2 separate regions of the Mus musculus genome follow, and region 2 is linked to region 1. A link is a contact called in public Hi-C data. All regions are on one chromosome and are shown on one strand. The core of a region is the stretch at or near the end of the contact, and the rest is flanking DNA. Distances in the headings are between cores, read along the strand shown. Region 1 overlaps Rassf6 (Ras association (RalGDS/AF-6) domain family member 6). Region 2 holds the start of Rassf6 (Ras association (RalGDS/AF-6) domain family member 6).

What was found. Hi-C and Micro-C count contacts between places; a contact is called where the count stands out from the background.
Region 2: a contact with region 1 is called in a Hi-C map of female germline stem cells, with 2.5 times the contacts expected there. The contact joins the promoter of Rassf6 here to the enhancer-like site in region 1. A contact is called at or near these places in 19 of 39 promoter capture datasets (the 3T3-L1 cell line, 3T3-L1-derived adipocytes, the C10 cell line and 12 more), 6 of 15 datasets of contacts at CTCF or cohesin (the G1E-ER4 cell line, the NIH/3T3 cell line, hippocampal excitatory neurons and 2 more), 206 of 484 Hi-C or Micro-C datasets (the 3T3-L1 cell line, 3T3-L1-derived adipocytes, the 63-12 cell line and 112 more), 23 of 115 datasets of contacts at active chromatin or transcription factors (the NIH/3T3 cell line, PVALB interneurons, astrocytes and 15 more) and 5 of 9 other capture datasets (adipose tissue, embryonic stem cells, embryonic tail and 2 more).

The regions. Positions count from the first base shown.
Region 1 is chr5:90,601,353-90,605,694 of GRCm38.p6, forward strand. It overlaps Rassf6 (Ras association (RalGDS/AF-6) domain family member 6), which reads right to left. Exons shown (of 11, transcript NM_028478.3): 9 at 2,894-3,012; 10 at 2,691-2,788; 11 at 1,724-2,596. The coding sequence ends at 2,521. Among named protein-coding and RNA genes, the nearest start is that of Gm42109, 19 kb to the left of the region's middle. Within about 2 kb of position 2,424, at least 32 of the 459 cell types and tissues checked have an H3K27ac peak or open chromatin away from gene starts, as enhancers often do. A contact at or near this core is called in the G1E-ER4 cell line, bone marrow-derived macrophages, colorectal tumor organoids and 4 more, where this site is marked.
Region 2 is chr5:90,638,497-90,642,838 of GRCm38.p6, forward strand. Rassf6 (Ras association (RalGDS/AF-6) domain family member 6) reads right to left here and starts at 2,031. Exons shown (of 11, transcript NM_028478.3): 1 at 1,891-2,031.

The DNA of each region.
Region 1 (4,342 bases), core at 1,174-3,673:
GCATCAGCACAGTAAACAACTTTGAAGAAAGCCTTTGTATCTCTGATGCCCATATAACATCTTATAAATAGAATTATAAATAAATTATAGGATAAATTTAACATCTAACTCGTGCTTAAAGGGGGAAAAACATTTGCTGCAGCAAACATTGTCACTATCTGCCGAATAGTTTAATCTTTGCTAGGGATCTTGTTGCACTGATATGGTAGCTTTTATTTTCTCTGCCCAAATTCAGTTTGAAATCGGCCCTGGGTGGTGGGGGTTCAGAAGTTTCCTTTGCAGCTTACACAATATCATATGTTGCCAGCAGAGGGCGTACTGTAAAAACATAGCCGTTGGAGGTCTTTGAGGCTTCCATGGCTCCTGGAGACCAGATTTTTCCTTCTTCACCCTTTATCCCGTGTTTTCCCCAGTGCTAGCAGCCTGTGAGGTGCAGAGCTCTGCGGTTCTGTTTACCTGGTCCATTTATCCAGTTTTTGATTCAGGCAGTGGTGGTATAACTAGAACCCAGTGTAGGTCAGATCACTAGCCAGAATCCTCGTGTCTATATTTAGTCCTCATCTCTACGAACACTCAAAACAGGGCTGTGTGAGGCTGGCTTTGCCAGGTACCCATTAGAGCTCTATTTCTATCTTTTCTGTTGCCGTCCTATCATAGTTAAATAATTCTTCATGCTAAACTCACTTTATGTGACTGCACGGTTTCTCTCTAGTGATTTGAACTGATGATGCAGTTGGTCATTGTTGAATATGATACTTGGAATACACTTAGTAGTTATTTGCATTTCTCTCCTATGAGTTTTCATACCATCTTCCCTTTCCTCTGTAAGGCTTGCTGGGCTTTGTACATAATTTGTATGTATACATATATCTCATTTTGAGATAGGGCCTTATTTAAGGCACAGGTTGGCTTGGAGCTTACTAAGCAGTCTGCACTGGCCTGGATTTATAGAAATATTCCTTCCTTCACCTCCTGAGGGTAAGATTTCAAGGATATGCCATCATACCTGGGTAGGTTTTCCAATATATTACGATCTTTTGGTCCATTCTTAGTGAGATGAAACCATTCCTTTCTTGATCAATAGGCAAAACATTAGAAATGTAAGATTTCATTTCAACCAGTGAGGTAGGCTTCCCTGGACACAAAGGCCACACTGTTGCTATCCTGTCAGCCAGATTCCGACTCCGAGTTCTGGCGATGCTGACCATGATTAACTCACTGTTAGAACTGTTCCACAATTTAATGTTGATAATACAACCTCACCGTAGTACAGGTAACCCGACTGAACAATGTCAGACGAAATTCAAATGGAAGTCATTTGGGGATAGAAGAATATTGATTAAACCTCCTTGTTGATATAAGTTTACAAATAAAACCCCATAGTATTTTTGCTTTTCCAGGTGGGATTAGCAGACCTGTGAGACCCTGAAGAGGGTCTTATACAACAGCAAGGATGCTGTGATGTCCTGCCTGGCTCAGCTATAGTAGCATGGCTTTATCTGCAGGAATCTTCTGCAACAGTGACACATTTGCGGTAAGATGCATTTGCGGTAAGTCCTCTCCTAGCAAACACAGTATACTTTATGTTTGTGGTATATATTTGTTTACAAGGGTAAAGAAAGATAATGACTATAATCCCTTTTTAAAGACATTTAAAACAGCTTGGATGTTATCAGTTAGTTGCACAGAAGGGTGTGGGGACAAATGAAGGGCATGAACAATCAGAGTTTAGGTTTTTTTTAATAATATTTGTTTATTTATAACATATATAGCTGTTTTGCCTCCCTCTGTGTCTGTGTGCCCCGTGCTTGCAATGCCCACATAGGTGGGTACCAGATCCTCTAGGACGGGGGTTGCAGATAATTGCCAGTTGCCCTGTAGATGCTGGGAACTGAACTGGGGATTTCTGGAAGCGTAGTCAATGCTCTTAACCACGTAGCCATCACTCCAGCCTCGAGTTTAGGTTTCTTTACAAAAATCCAAAACCACTTTATTTTAAAAGGTCGGGTACTCTGATACTTCAGAGTTTAAAATCATCAGCCCTTGTAGATCTATTCCTAAATCTTATGAAAATGCTCAGATGTTTACACAGCTGTGAAACAGGGTCAGTTCAGATCGCTGATGGCTTGAGAATGTGTTTCTTGTTGACATCAGGAACTGGAAATGTTTACTTCCCGTCATTTATGAGTCATCAAGTATCTCGGCTCTTTTAAGAGCGCAAGATAAAACAAGCTTAAACCAGGTGATAAGAGCAGAGTCCACTTGAGTCTGAGCTCACCCGAGAACTTGCTATCGAGGACATTTGGAATGGGCAGTGTGCAGGCTTCCCTTCAGTTACTGAAATGAAGTCCCATCTTGCCTTAGTCCAACTCTGAACCGCAGCCAACCTCTGCATTTCAAAGAGGAAGCAGGCTGCTCGGCATTCGTTCGTCCAAAGCTTCAGAGCCATGCATATTAGGATGCAGAGCAGACCACACACGGATTCTGCAGTGCTCCCTCTAACTCCGCTGAGCAGGGCTTCTAGACTGTGGTCTCCGTTTTAGCTGCCTGTTTACTCTGTAGACACTTCAGGATAAAGGCCCTTTCGGTATTGAATCTGGAAAGGAGAGCAAGAATATAAAAAACTGGGTACCGGGAGGGCATGAAACCTACGGAAGGACGAAATATCCAGGGGTCCACTCTGGACTCACTTTGCCATAATTCTCTCAATCTCCATTTTCTCTTCTTCATCTAATCTTTGAAGGATGGATTCCAAGAAAGAAAAGTGAAAATTAATGTACGGAGCCACCTGGAAAGGAAAACAGGAGGTTTTAGGTTAAGAAGCACCCTGTCAGTGGGAGACGCGCAAGCGCAAACGCAAACGCAAACATGCAGAGACCACGGGCGCCCATACATCTCTGCTGATTTCTTCTGCATCTTTATCCATGAGGAAGATCCGAGCATTGCTTTTGGATGGTCCTTGTAGTAACCTCTGCAGCAGTGGGACATCGGTCTTCTTTAGCTTTCTCTGCTCTGCAAATGTATAAGGAATGGACCACAGTAAATGTTAATCCTAGACAAAGAAAAGAAGGCAATTTTGTCTTTTGGTCTTCCCTTGACTTGTTTTAGAGGCAATAGAGTCCAAGAACTCCCATCCTGCAAAAAGGAGAGCCATGCCCCATTACCCATGGTGAATACATTCCCAGACCCCAAGGAACATGTGACACTCTAATGGTATATAATGCCATATGTTCATCTATCTGTCCTATACATACATATACATACATATCTATAATCAAGTTTAATTTATAAATTAGTCAGAGTAAGAGGTAAGCATCACTAGTAACAAGATAGAGCAACCACAATATAATTTAATAAAACTGTCAGCGCTATTGCTTTTATACTTCTTTGAGAGCATTTACATCCCCTGCTGAAGTATTACCTGAAGACTAACACTATGGAGCCTCCATGGTGGACCTGCTAACTAAGCCGATACTAAGTGACTAATGGGCAGGTTGGATCTACGTGTGGATAAATCATCCCAGAAGCGGCAGTGAAGAACAGAACAAGCGTTCATCACTAGCTGATGGTACACATTTTAAAGCTTATGAATTGTTATTTCTGGAAACATTCATTCAATATTCTTGGACTATGTTTGACACTGGCTAACAGTAACCTTACATTTTAGATAAGAAAACATTTGTATCCATTGAAATTAAAAAGAAAAACCTTTACATAAACTCCAAATGAACTTCTTCCTCTCAATATAGGGTCTGACTTTACTAGTTCAAATAAGTTGACCTTAATTTCAGTTATTTAGACAAAGCTCTGGTCCTACTGAGGGAGCTACATGGCTTCATTCATTCATTCATTCATTCATTCATTCATTCACATTTGTTCATGCATTGATTCAACAAACACTTATTTCCAAGTTCAGCTACTGTAATTCTATTTGATAGTTGTTCTCAACTCCTTTTGTTCCTATCTCTCATTCAGTTCTTGGGTTTTCCAAGAACTAAAATAAGAATGTAGAATTAGTGAGGTTAGTTTTTTCATTATCTGTGGGTTTCATCTCTTCAGCCATGGAAAGGAGACAAAAGAAAACGGATAGAGTTTCAGAATTTCAAATGTAAAATGTTAGAATAAATGCCCTACCACAAAAGTACCTCTCATACTTCCTCCAAGCGACCTCCCGTGTGGGATTTCACTTTAACAAAAGGGAAGCACAGAGAAAAGCCCCCAGCCCCCCAGCTTCTCTTCTTTTCTCACCTCCTTCCTCGAGATGAGCAAATCTGTTTCTCATCTCTGGATTAGATTTATTCTTGTTTCCATTCCCGTTCACCATGCACTGATTTCTGCCCCC
Region 2 (4,342 bases), core at 781-3,280, 37 kb after region 1:
AATTATAAGCTACTCATTTCAGGAAACTAAAATAGGAGTCAACATTAAGTGTACAACATTTAATGCTATGTTATCTGCACTATTTTAAATATAATTAGAAAAGTTTATTATTTCATACAACCCTCGTTATTTTTCTGTGTTGTTGATTAGAACATTCTATAATTTGCAATATAGGGTTATATATTTTAGGAACAACAGATAAACATATACGTATAGCATATAAGCTAACTAGGAAGATAGTTTTTTATGAGGTTAAGGAGATTCATCTCAATATTAAAATATTAAATATAGTCAAACAGATTTATCTTACTTGGGGCACTGTTTTTTATATTGATATATCACTAGGGAATATAAAATCAAATACTTTAAATTGTATTCAACAGTTTATATTCAGTATAATAGATGAAAAATGTTTAGTTATTACTCTGAGGTAGTCTAAATAAATGAGATTATTTTATAAGCCAAACTGCACTGTTATTGCTAGATCCTATAAGCCAATAGCACAACAAATGTCAGTTGACTTGGCATTAGAAATCTACCCAAAATTCTTCAGTCAGTATCTCATTAGATGTGGATTAGGAAATTCAAATTCTATAGTGGAAAAATGAACATTTAAGACAATGATGATTTGCATTGTAAACCATTTAGCAACATTCATAAAACTCATAGCAAGAGTCACAAAAGTGTCCTTTACACAACACCGTATAATAAAAAGCCACTTCCTTGTCATTTAAGCTGAAGAGTTAGAGCCCGACAAAGCATGAGCACCAGACTGTTAGCATATAAAGAAAGTCACCATCATTTGACTGTAAACCATTCAATATGTGTTACAACAGAAGGGCTTAGCCCAGATAGTCTAATTTGATGAAAGTCATTCAAATGCAGTCTTTCATGTGAAGCATAAAGGCCAGGGCTTTACAGCATAAAATAGATAGTAATTTTCTCACTACAGATGCTTTTTATTTCCTCAGAAATAAACACCACTTTCACAAAATAAAAGTGGATAACATTTAAGTTTAAACTGGCCTTCAGGTAGGCTAAACACTTGGAAGTGAGGAGAAGCCAGGCAGTTTTACCACTACAGAGCTGCTGCTGCTCGCCCATGGTCACCAGGTCAGTCTCACAAGCACTGTTCCTCTTCCAGCATCCTCAGGGTCTGGTGTTGTCTGTCCAGCTCAGGTCAGTTTGTCCTCCCCGTCACACCCATTTTACAGATCTGTAGATTTGTGGGCGGTGACATACGATGCGATGCCGTTTGTGGAAGAACTGCCACCTGTTTAATCCCCACTAAAGTGCCCTGAGACACATGGTATCATGTTTGTTTTATAGATGCCAGACTTATGAGGCTTAGATATGGGAAGTAACGTTCAAAGTGACAAACTAGTAAGTAGCAGACACAAGGCTTGATCCTATGACTCTCCAGCTTCAGAATCTGGATGCTAACTCACAGATGCCCTTGTGATTACGGTCATCCTAACATTGTTTGGTGAGGTCTTCATTATATCTCAATCCCTTCTCAGTGAAGCTGATTTACCTTGAAGAAAGGAACATTTAACTGACCCCTCAAGTTAAAGGGTCTTTCCTTTACGATGTAGTCATGTATGACAAACTTGAAACACAAGAAGCAGCTAAGGTAAAAGTCAACGAGCTGGCTCTTTGGGAAAGGGGAAGGCAGGGTGGTCTTGCTGCTCCAAACGCCCCTCCCCACTACTGTGTCCTAACCCCCTCACGCGCTTACCTTCTCCAGGAGAGTATTCTGAAAAAAAAATTCTGATTTAAGGCCAACTCACACTAGGGCTCAGGTTGCGCTGATGCACGCACGGGTTTACGCTTCCTGACTATGGATTTCAGTTTCTCTAGACCGCTCTCAAATGCTCCCCGCACCCCTACCTGGTGTGCCTGTGTGTGGACTGAGCGGGGCTCTTCGCTTCAACCTCCAAGTTCACCTGCTTTTGTGCCGGGCAAAGGAGACTCTTGTGACCAAGCAGCGCGGAGCCTGAGGTGGCGAGCTGTCCCTTACAGTAGTGGGAAGGCGGAGCTGCCTGCGGGTGACAAGGCGTCCTTGTCACTCACCTGATCACTCACCTGCTCCGAGCCGAGGCAGGCAGTCAGGGTGGAGGACACATGGCTGGCCCCACAGTGCTGCTCCAGGCAGAGTTTCGCAGCCCCAGCGGCAGTTAATTATTACAAGGTTGCCCATCGCAGGGGGTGTGAGCAACCTGAGCCACGCCCAGTGCCTCAGTGCATGTTGGGAGTGTTTACTCTGTCCTTGCGGCCAGCAGGTACCCTGCTCTCTGCAGTAGTGGACTGATGGTGGGGACCTTTGTCAGTGACAGGCTGCAGGATCTTTGCTAGCCAACTGTGCTGCAGATAAACGGCTCCAGCTAGGACTCTGCGTTTTGTCTTTGAAAAGTTAAGTTGTCTTTCAGCTTGTGATTTCTTAATTTTCTTTTCCTTAGTCTTGGCTTTCTGCCAGCACCTTTGCACCCAAGACTTTTTTTTTTTTTCCTCACACCCTTAGGGTGTGCCAGAACCTTCCAGGCAGCTTGCAACATCAGGGCTCATGTGCCTGGCCTGACCACCTGACTTAAATTGGGTCTTGGGTAGCCGTATTATTATTTTAAGAGAAGGTGAGGCAGGCTTGACTTGTGTTCTCTGAGGTGGAATGCTGACTGAACTGAAGGTCTGACAATGACGCTAGAGCCCCAGTGCTTGTTTGATGTGTCTATACGGTGCCTTCCATAGGATTCTAAACTCACGCAGAAAGGGTCAGACAGTCGAGTTAGCCTGTGGCCATTGAAAAAGGTGAGGGGCTTTGAGATTTAACAGGCATTGGTCAAAAGAGGTATCGGCCATCACTTGTACTAGCTTGGCCACGTTGGCTCACAGTATACTGGTGTGTGGTTGCTGGCGTGGACTGACCTTTGGATGATAAAGAACAGGACCTGCAGTGTTTACAGCTCTGCTTCTACAATGTCTTGCTCAGATCCTGGCTGCACCCAGTCGCCCGTGCTCAAACGGATCTCCTGTTTGTTTTCAGTGTCTGGGCAACACTGGGTTTCTGCCTTTATCTGCAGCCTTCCCTTTAAATACTTTATCCTCGTGTAGATGTATAGTTTTTCTGTAGACTGTAAAGCCATATAGCATGCACAATGTGAAAAATTTCAAAAACACAGAAATGAAACAAAAATATTTACAAATCTATCTCTGGAATAAAATTATTGTAAGCAGCGGGCTGACTGTCATGGCTGACATATTTACTCTGGGAACATATCTGAAGGTGGCTGCATAGTTTGCTCTTCTATAACTTATCTTTATCTCATAAAAGATATTGTGAACAATTTACCATATGTCAGGGTGGGTTAATTTTTTTCTTACAATGTATTTTAACTAGCGGCACTGTAATATGCCATATGCATAGAGCATTATTTATTTAAGCAGTTCCTTATTGAGAGGGAGTTTTATTTCTAAACAACACTACAGCGAATTTTTACATGTAATTGCTCTGAACTGTGGTTACGACCTTACAACCTTCAAAGTGAAGTAACAGGATGAAAAAGGGTATATACTTTAAATTATATTAAAATTTATTTTACTTTTATCTTATGAGCATGGGTGTTTTGCCTGTGTGTGTGGACACCATCTGCTTTCTGTGCCTGCTGGGGCTAGAAGAGGGTATTGGATCCCCCAGCAATGGAGTCACAGACAGTAGCGAGTCACCATGTGGGTGCTGGGAACCGAACCTGGGTTCTCTGCAAGAGCAGCAGGTGCTAAGTCCTTAGCCATGCCTCTAGATTCTAAAAGTTTTCTAATCCAAAGAATAATTTATTGATTTCATAATCCTAGGGTAATATGTGTTCATGAGTTATTGTACTTCTTTCCAATTATTACCAGTTTGAAAGTTTAGAATTCATATTTTATTTTATTTTATTTTATTTTTTGAGACAGGGCTCACTTGATAGCTATTCCAGTCTCCAACTCTCGACCTTTTGGTTCATTTCCTTAGTGCTGGGATTCAGGTTTATACCATCCTCAGCTGATAAATGCTGTAAATGTGTACAGAATTAGTTACTAGTAAAGTCGAAGTCTTTCTTACATTAACCTTGCATATTCGCTTTTTTTGTTTTTGAAATTTTCTCTTTGCCCATCTTCCTCTTCTTTAAAATGTGTCTTTACAGAGGAGACTTACAACTCTACCTTGGATACGCCGTGGCTTGACTTCCCAGGCTTTTCATTTATAGCCTAGTCTTGTCTGTGATATTCTTGACATAAGAAAGTTTCAAAAAAGTAATCAAATCTATTTTCTTTGTTATTTTGAAATTGAGTTTCATAAACAGCTTTT